2 separate regions of the Neogale vison genome follow, and region 2 is linked to region 1. The links are chromatin contacts, called in public Hi-C maps. All regions are on one chromosome and are shown on one strand. Each heading gives the region's core, a stretch centred on a gene start, on an enhancer-like site or on the middle of the called end of the contact. The rest is flanking DNA. Distances are from core to core; before and after follow the strand shown.

What was found. Hi-C and Micro-C count contacts between places; a contact is called where the count stands out from the background.
Region 2: a contact with region 1 is called in a Hi-C map of muscle, with 7 times the contacts expected there. The contact joins the enhancer-like site here to the promoter of FBXO11 in region 1. A contact is called at or near these places in 2 of 3 Hi-C or Micro-C datasets (fibroblasts and muscle).

The regions. Positions count from the first base shown.
Region 1 is chr8:71,391,950-71,396,356 of ASM_NN_V1, reverse strand. FBXO11 (F-box only protein 11) reads left to right here and starts at 2,254. Exons shown (of 23, transcript XM_044263896.1): 1 at 2,254-2,347. LOC122916463 (a long non-coding RNA gene) reads right to left here and starts at 1,388. Exons shown (of 2, transcript XR_006386201.1): 1 at 1,342-1,388; 2 at 299-504.
Region 2 is chr8:71,563,861-71,568,267 of ASM_NN_V1, reverse strand. No RefSeq gene overlaps it. Among named protein-coding and RNA genes, the nearest start is that of FOXN2, 140 kb to the left of the region's middle. Within about 2 kb of position 2,592, the one cell type or tissue checked has open chromatin away from gene starts, as enhancers often do. A contact at or near this core is called in fibroblasts, where this site is marked.

The sequences.
Region 1 (4,407 bases), core at 1,005-3,504:
AAAAATCGAAAACAGGACTGTCATCCAAAATAAGTTCTTATTAAAAGGTGAGGAGGCCTCATCTAGAAAGGTAGCCTGCCTAGAGTCACATAATCAAATCAGGGATTCAAACACCCTGCACAATAAAGGCTCCTCCTGGCCCCTCACTCCCCTCCTTCCCCCGAGTACATACTTCTCTGCCTCTCAGCTTTACTTCATCATACTTTGTAAACCGCTTAATTATCTATGTCAAACCTAGAGAGCAACTGGTCGAACCCAAATAAGAGAGAAATCATCCAAAGTTCCGAAAACTAGAGAACCAGGTAAATTGCCAGTTTTACCATATACATAAAATGGTAAACAAAAGGAGAGCCGAGCGAATTGAGAAAGGGTACTTTTTCCGTCTTCACAACAAAAGCTAGGGAATAAAAACGCGTTTTCCTTGGGGACAGATTATGCTGAGGGGACCAGATACAAAAGATAATTCCTCTTGGGGTTTTTCCTTTCCCTTTGAGTTTGCGGGACCTAAAAAAAAAAAAAAAAATTTTTTTTTTAAATCACATAAGCAATCATAATCTCAGCACATTTACTTCCCTCCTTTTCTCACGTATTATTTTCCTGAACATTATCTAGACCACGTTTCCAAAAGAGAAATTGACCAAAGGTCTATTCAAAATGTTTTCAAGACTTAGGTGACTCCCCTTAGGCTGCGATTAGCAAAGTACTCCAAACTTCGGTTACAAGCTGAAAGCTCAGTGAATTGGATCTCCAAGGTTTGCAAATACCCTCAGCTGGGCTAAAGGGCACAGAATCTCTAGCGCTCCCTACAGCTCACATTTTGAACCTACCTACCACAGAAAACGCGAGTTACCAAGGATCGGTTCCCTGGCTCCACTTTTTTCTCTGGTTAAAAATCGGGTGAAGGTGGTGGGGGGGGGCGAAAAGGCGAACCAAAGGATTAATCACTTCTCCCCATTACATCAGCAGCCCCCGCCCTTTCCTCCGAGAACCTCCTCTCCTAGAATCGTCGCTACGCACTAGCGCTATCTTCGCCCACCCCCCGCTCTATTATATGCCCTGATACCTCCCCATTATCACCCGCCCCACCACACTCCCCCTTCCCTCCTTCCCCCTCCTTGGCGAGGGAGGGAGGAAACCCGAGAGAGGAAACAGGGCGTTGAAGGAAGGGTCTTCGCCATAAGAGCGGAGGCCCTATTGGCCTGAAGGTTGTATGGGAGCTCTCCATTGGCTGCTTGGCTAGAATCCCCGCCCCTCTGCGTCCCCGCCCATTCACCCCTCCCCCCGCCGCTCCGCGGCCCTCCCCCGCGCCCCTGGCCAGCCCCGCGGCGGGGAGGGACCCACTGGGCGAGTGGAGGCTCCGGCGATGTCAATGGCTCCTCCTGCCACGGAGCAGCAGCAGAAGCAGCGGCGACGGGGTTGAGGAGGAAGAGGAGGAGGAGGAAAGGTTCCTTTAAGGAGGAGGAACGACGACGCCTCTTTTTCCCTCTATCTCCTCCCTTCACACTCATTTCCCCTTCGCCTAGGAGAGAAGGGGGGGAGGAGAGAGAAGAGGCCGAAGAAAGAGAGAAAAAATTCCTCACAGAAATCTCTTTCAGGGGGTGTGGGGGTAGGAAGAGGAAAAAAAAAAAAAAAAAAAGAGCCGGGCGCCCCCTGCTCCCTCCCTCCCTTCTCTCCCTCTCTTCTCCTCCTTCTCCCTTCCTCGCCCGCCCGCCCACTCCCCCCGCCGCCGGAGACGCCGCTCGGGAGTCGGCGGGACCGGAGTCTGTCTCCTCACCCGCCGACGCCGCGCTTCGCCCCGGGATCCCCAGGCGGGCGGACGCCCTTTCTTTCTTTCTCTCGCTCTGCCCGTCTTTCTGTCTCCGTCCCTCGCGGCCGCCCCGCCCGGCGGCCTCGGCCTTCCCCGTGCGTCAGGCCCGCCCGCCCGGCCTCGCTCGGTCTCTGTCCGTCTCCGCGGGCCTTTCTCTTGACTCGGGGTCTCGCTCGCCCCCTCCGCCCTTCCCATCTCCCCTTCCCCTCGCCCCCTTTCCTTCCTCCCCCTCCCCAACCCCTACTCCTGCCCCGGAGCTCGCTGTGCGTGTGTGTGTGTGTGTGTGTCCCTCCGCCAACGCCGCCACCTCAGCCCGGCAAATGAACTCCGTCCGAGCCGCCAACCGGAGACCCAGGCGAGTGTCGCGGCCGCGCCCGGTGCAGCAACAGCAGCAGCAGCCCCCGCAGCAGCCGCCGCCGCAGCCGCCCCAGCAGCAGCCGCAGCAGCAGCCTCCGCCGCCGCCGCAGCAGCAGCAGCCTCCGCCACCGCCACCGCCGCCTCCGCCGCTGCCCCAGGAGCGGAACAACGCCGGCGAGCGGGGTAAGGCCGCGCTCCCTCCCCGCCGCCCGCCGGCTCGGGCGCCGGCCGGCCGGGACCCGCGGGGAGGGAGGCCGGGGCGGGCGGGGGAGGCCTGTGCGCCCCCGGGCTGGGAGACGGAGGCTGAGCGGAGGCGGGTCCGCGGCTGCCGCAGTGTCAGCCCGGCCCGGGCCCGGGCCGGCAGGAAAAGCCGCGGCTTCCCCACTCGCCTGGGCTCTAGCTCAGGCCGCGCTTTGTTTGGTTGCGGGGGCTCGGCACCCTCAACCCCCACCCATCCTTTGGCTTCTCGCCTGGTTCACGGACCCCGCAGGAGTCTGTTGGTGGCTAGGGTGGGGGGAGGCAAAGGGTGGGATTTCCCCCTTTTCTACTGCCTTCCACGTTTAGCCTCCTTCTTCCTAACAGAAGGCGGTGGGGAACAACTGGGAGTGATCGGGCGGTGGGGCTGGCTGGGGAACTTGTTTTCCCCCTTTTCTCTGTTAGCCTCCCCCTTCCTGTGGAGGAGGGGGAGGGGGAGAATCCGAGTGGTCTGTGGTGTTGGCCGGGGAACTTGTTTCCCCCACCCCCCTTCCTAGTCACGGGGTAGGGGCAGCAGCGACTTCTCTCCCAACCCCACAATGTTTGCTGCGCAGTTTGGCTTTAGTTACAGAACCCATGGGAAGGACCCGTTAAATCAAGACCTTTAAATAAATAAATATAGAATCCATCGGCCATTTCCAGCCCCCTCCCTCGCGTGCAGTGCAGTTACCCTGCCGCTCTATCGACACCCCTCTCGCCTGTCCTCCCTTAGCGAACCCCCTACGCCACTGTGCTACCCTCCGTCTCCTAGTGGGGTTTGAACGCCCCTTCCTTCGAACTGGCCCCTTGGGAGAGTGTGAGTGTGTGCTGTGTCCAAGGCCTAGTGAAATGTGTCATTTGGACCCAACTGTGCAGCTCTGTCTGGTAACCACCATTGTCTAAGGGCTGAGGCTCCCGGGGGTTGGATTCTTGGTTTAGCAAAAATAATGTTCAGTTCTACTTTGATGATGTGGTTATTTTGGGAGGTTTATGGGGTAGGGTGTTGCACCTTGGTCTCCAAATGTAACTATTCTCAATTAATTAGCAGCTCTCGGTGGGGGTGGAGGTCAGTACCATATTTATGTGTACGGTTGTTGTTTTAAGGAGGAGGGGAATTGTTAGGAGACATTTTGCGTGTTTTCGTTGGCGGATTAAGGTTAATTTTACATGCATTGGTTGTCACACCTCCTTTGATTCAGGGAATTGAGATTAAATGCCTTTTTAAAAATTACACATTCTTTGCTTAAAAACTGTTTCAGTGTTGTACTTGAAAATACTTAAATGGGAGATGATAATCTGAGAAATAGTTCAAAGGGTTTTCACTAGTCACTGTTACAGATACTCCTTGAGAAAGCAGTTTGTTATATGTTGCTTGAAAGAATGTGATGTTTCAAGCCAGTTAGAGGTCTTGTGTAACATTATTGGCAGATATGTTTTAATGATTCTTTGATACATTAACCATTTTTTTGTAAATTAAAAATATTTATAGTTTCATCATCTCCTTTCATATTTGCATATCAGGGTTTTCCTGTGTTCCATTCAAATAATGCTCAAGTCTCCTTCCACTATATGTTGTCTCACAAAATTTTTTGAGAAAACAAGTGACACTAGATTGAAATCCTAGCATAGTCAGGATTTAATTTCTAGAAGTAAGTAAGTGTTTTCAAGATGTACTGATTTATTCATACCATTAGGGCTGAATCAAATCTCTTTGACCAAACTTAATTTAGTCTCATTACATATTTTAAATTATTTATTCTGAATCTCCTTTTCACGATGTGTGCAATTTCAAACTTAGTTGAGGTACTTTTATCTTGGATACTTTTCTTCATTTGTGTGAATTATTAGCTGCTAAAGTCTGTTTCCTTTTGAAGTAAAGTGGCTTGGTTGTTGGTATTGGCATGCCAGAGTGTCAGTTTTCTTCTCATTCATGTACGGAAGCTGACTGACAAAGATGTTCATGAAATCAGGATTTCAGTATGTACCTAATGAAATAGTAAATCAGATGC
Region 2 (4,407 bases), core at 1,343-3,842, 170 kb before region 1:
TTATGTGAACTCTGGGTCATTAAGAAGAGATTATCGAGATAACACAAATAAGAGATACTGGTGATTTACAAGTTTAAAGATTGTTTCCTTCTCTCACTATTCATAGGTTGAGTCCTTGCTGGGAAAATTAAATCAGTAATGGAAAAATTAAGACATTTCCTTTCCTTTCTATAACTGAGTAGTATAATATGTATACATCCTATGCTGCCCCAAGTATGTGGTGTTAGTTGGAGGATTTCAATTGTTTTCCTGTTGGCTTTGTGTACTTTCTTGATTTGCACAATATTCAGTCCCAGGGTCCTTGAAAAACAAAGTATACACACATATGCACACACACTGTCTTATCACAACCCAGTTACTGCCATGATCACTGCTGATTCTGAGTCTCTTGGCTCCCCACCTTGTCTGAGGTTACCCTAAGTTCTAAAAGCACCTGGGACACTTCTGTGAGCTGTCATGAAAACACTTCGCTGCCTATTGGATGACTTTCATCATTCTAGCTCTATATCCTTCTAGCAGAAATGTCCAGGAGCTATGTTATAACCAAATTCTTAAAAAGAGTTCTCAGAGTATTTTATTTGTATCATCTCAGATAATGCCAACAACTTTGTGAGTTACGTGGAAGAAATGGTAGTCATTCTATTTTTTAAAAATTGATGCTCAGAAGCTTAAGTTGGGACCCAGTCTTAAAAACAGAAAGCAAACTAGGTCCTTCGACAGAGAGAATTTATTATAGGGAATTGGTTGCTGGTGTTCATATACTAGAACTGCTCATACTGATGCAGGGTTGGGAAAGAATGGTCAAGTAAGAATTCTTGAGATGTTTTGGTGCAAAAAGATGCTTTTATTATAGCACAGGTACAGGACCCGTGGCCAGAAAGAATTGCACTTTGGCAACTATGTGCTAGTGCCCAGGGGTGTGGAGGGGACAATGCAGCCAGTATTAGATCATAAATGTCTTCTTTGAATTTCTACTTATAAAACGACTTTCACAAGATTTCTCTGGTGCTTATCATTCAGCTCGATATTCACTATGGGTGAGATGTACAGGCAGTCACTAGACCCTTTAAGAATGTAGCTGCCAGCACCTATTTGATCCTTATCGGAGACTTGCAGGCTATATAAAGCTCAGCCTTCTGGGCTAAAAGTGAACATTTTTCTTTTTCTGTCCCTCCTCAATACCAGCTTCACTTCAGGGATGTCATGTTGGTAGTTGAAAATTATCCATCATAAGTGATTTATATTATGAAAAATCAGCACACATTACAAAACAGGTTTCTTTTTGTTTTTCTGGAGAGCTGGTTATTAAATATTTACCAGCACACCCCTGCTTATAGGTATTGGAGGACTGGGGGAAAAAAGAGAGCATTAAAATAACACAGAGATAGTAAATGAAGAAAGCAGCTACCACCTCATGACTGGGAAACAAAGGAAAGAGACAGGGCTATGAAAATCTGGGAGTGCAGAAGAGGGACTCAGAACCTGGGGTCAGACTGCAGAGGAGGGGGCATGATGATACTGCATTGGGATGCTGATGGAAACTGGGGGCCAGAACGGACCACCGGTGCTGTGGTGAGATTGACAGGGATTGCAGACCACAAGCAAGGAATGTGTCTCTCCTCCCCCTGCCTCAAGTCCCCCTCTAGCACCCCTATTGGCAAAACTTAACGGGAGCAGCAGCAACGGAGAAATACAGTTTGCAGAGTCCCAGCTGCAGCCTTTCAAAACCGCATACAGAAGGTGGGTTGGGATGGGAACTAAGAGCTTAATAACTAGCATATTTTAAGCAGCTTGCCCAAGGTCACACAGTTCAAGTGTGGTCTGTCTTGTTCACTGCAATGTCTCGGCGCTAGAAAAGTCCCTACTGTGTAATATGCGCTCAGTAAACATTTGTGTAAAGAAGGAAAGAAGGCAGGCTAGGCGAGCCCAGTTCTACAGCACACATTTAAAGGCAAAAAGAGTCCAAAATTTCCCTTGTTGTCCGCCCCAGTTGTGTAATCATAGCCCCAAGTATGTCTTTCTGCTTGATGCACTGTCTCCCAGTGCAGCTGTAGTAGCTAACTAAGGAGGTACAATAGCCTGGTGCTTTGGAGAAATGTAGACCTGGATTCAAATCCCAATCCCACTATTCAAGAACTGTATGGCTTTGGGCAGATGACTCAGCGTCTCTAAACCTTGGTTTCCTCATCTGTAAAATGGAGATGATAACGGTGTGCCAGACTTAAATGAGGTAATTGTGTGTGGCACCTGCTCAGTCAATGCTCACTGTTACTATTACTTCCACCCCAATTCCAGAAGGGTGAGCAGGTAAGTGGTGGGCTGGGGTCAGGTAGGGATCAGCGACCCTGTTGTTCTGGGCTTCCTTCCCATGCTGGCCAGTGCTGGCCAAGTCCTGGGCTGGAGGAGCAGGGGTCTGCCCATGGCTGTGACAGTCAAGCCCAAGGTTGGAAGATGGAGGCCAGGCTGGCCAGGCCAGGGCTCTGCAACCCAGAAGGGTTCCACACACCACCCTTGGAACCTCATTCTCTGGAACCTGGAGATCGGAATCTGTGTGTTTCCTAACAGCGCAATGTTTCAAAGCAAGTTTACTCCAGCCTGAGACAAACGAGGGTGTGGCGGTTCCTTACATTCAAAACGAAACAAAAGAAAACAAAGAGAACCCCCGCCCCAAACCCAGGAAGGCCTACGGACTTTTCCCAGGCAGAAGGTGCTGCAGGAGTTGAGCGAGCTCCTCTGCCTCAGCGAGCGCGCGCCTCTGCGGCTGCTGCGCGGATCCAGAGCCTAGGAACACAGGTCCGGGGTCCTGTGCCTCCAAGGCCCTGGGGCTGCAGGGGTGGGGCGGGCGGGGTTCGCTCTGCCCAGCCGGGGCTTGGGCTGGGGGCCGAGCGCACGGTCGGGCTTGGCTGCGCTCCGCCCCGGGAAGCACCCGCTCCCCCTGCCGGAATCCCGGGAATGTCGCTGGTCGGGAAGCAGCTGGACCGCCTCTGGGCAGAGGGAGAGGTCGAACCTGGAATTTCTCGGGCGCTTTTGCACAATATCCCCCCAAGCGTTTCAGTCCCGTGAAGTAGAAGTCCACGGAGCGGGGGGTGTGAGAAGGAAGCGGCCTAATTCTCCGGGAAGACTTAGTCGCGGCAAAGGCCCCAGCTTGTAGCCCCTATAAATGGCTCTTCCTGGCTCGAAAGATCCCTTCTTTGTGTCTGAGGGAGGAAGCCCTTCCCCGCTTGGAAACCGACAGGGCCACCCGGGGCAGGCGTTTCCAGCTGGATTGTCGCCATCTCGTGGCAGGATTGGGTGGCCACACTGGAACCTTGGCCAGCCCGCCATGCGTGCAACTTTCTTGGGTCTCCAGGTACCTTTTCTTCTTTCCCCAACCAGCTAGCAATGGGCGTTTAAAAAATCATGTTCCCTGGCATGGGAGTTGAATTGTAATGCCTCTGCATGCCACCTCCCATTCGCAGGTGCTTGTGTCTTCCTAAAGGCAACCAAGTGTTACCGGGAGAGACCAGGAGAGAGCAGTTGCCTTCCTGAGGGGCTCTGCCACCTGAGGCACGATGAGCAACTTGAACAAGGCGCCAATCCCCCACCAATTTCCCATGATACAAACTAATGATTAAGAAGACAGAGACGCACTCTGTCTTGTTCCCAGTGGTTAGTAATGTTATTATACTTGATGAGTATTATTAAAGGACCCCTGTTATTAAAGACTCCCTATTATTATTGTTATTATTATTATTCAGCGTTTATAATATATTCTGTATTTCCAAAGCACTCAAAGACTATTATCTCCCTAAGCTTTCCAAACACTCTGTAGAGGCAGGCTTCAGCTTATAAAGTAGGGAAACTGAGGCACTGTAATTAGTGCGAAGTTCATAGATTGATGAGTCACCAGTAGTCATTTCTTCCTGGATGATTATTGTCTCACTCCAAAGTGTCAGAGATGCCAGTAGATGGTAAATAGACACCCTAACTTGGGAAACTAGTTCTCTCATCCATTTTTACGACCCATTGTAATCACATTAGAAACCCAGTTCCCGGAGTTTAAAACTTACAAGTCATGTGCTCATTGCATTGAGCATATGGATGATGTTAATTGTATTTTATTTTATTTTTACAAGTCAACATAACCCATTAAAAAAAAAAGCAGGGATGTTACAATCAATAAACCAGATGTATCTTGATTTGGAGAATAGATTGGTTTTCAAGACAAATACCCCATTCATTAGACACAACAAGCATAAAAAAGACCAATAAACGACAATCATCTTATTTTAGTGTCTATTATCCTTTCAGAGACAAGAGTTTTCTGCTTTCAGATTTTTGTTTCTTCTAAGAAGTTTACAGTCTTATCAGTAGGCACACTCGTATTACCATGGTACCTTAAGTTCTTTCAATAACATCTTTTTCTCC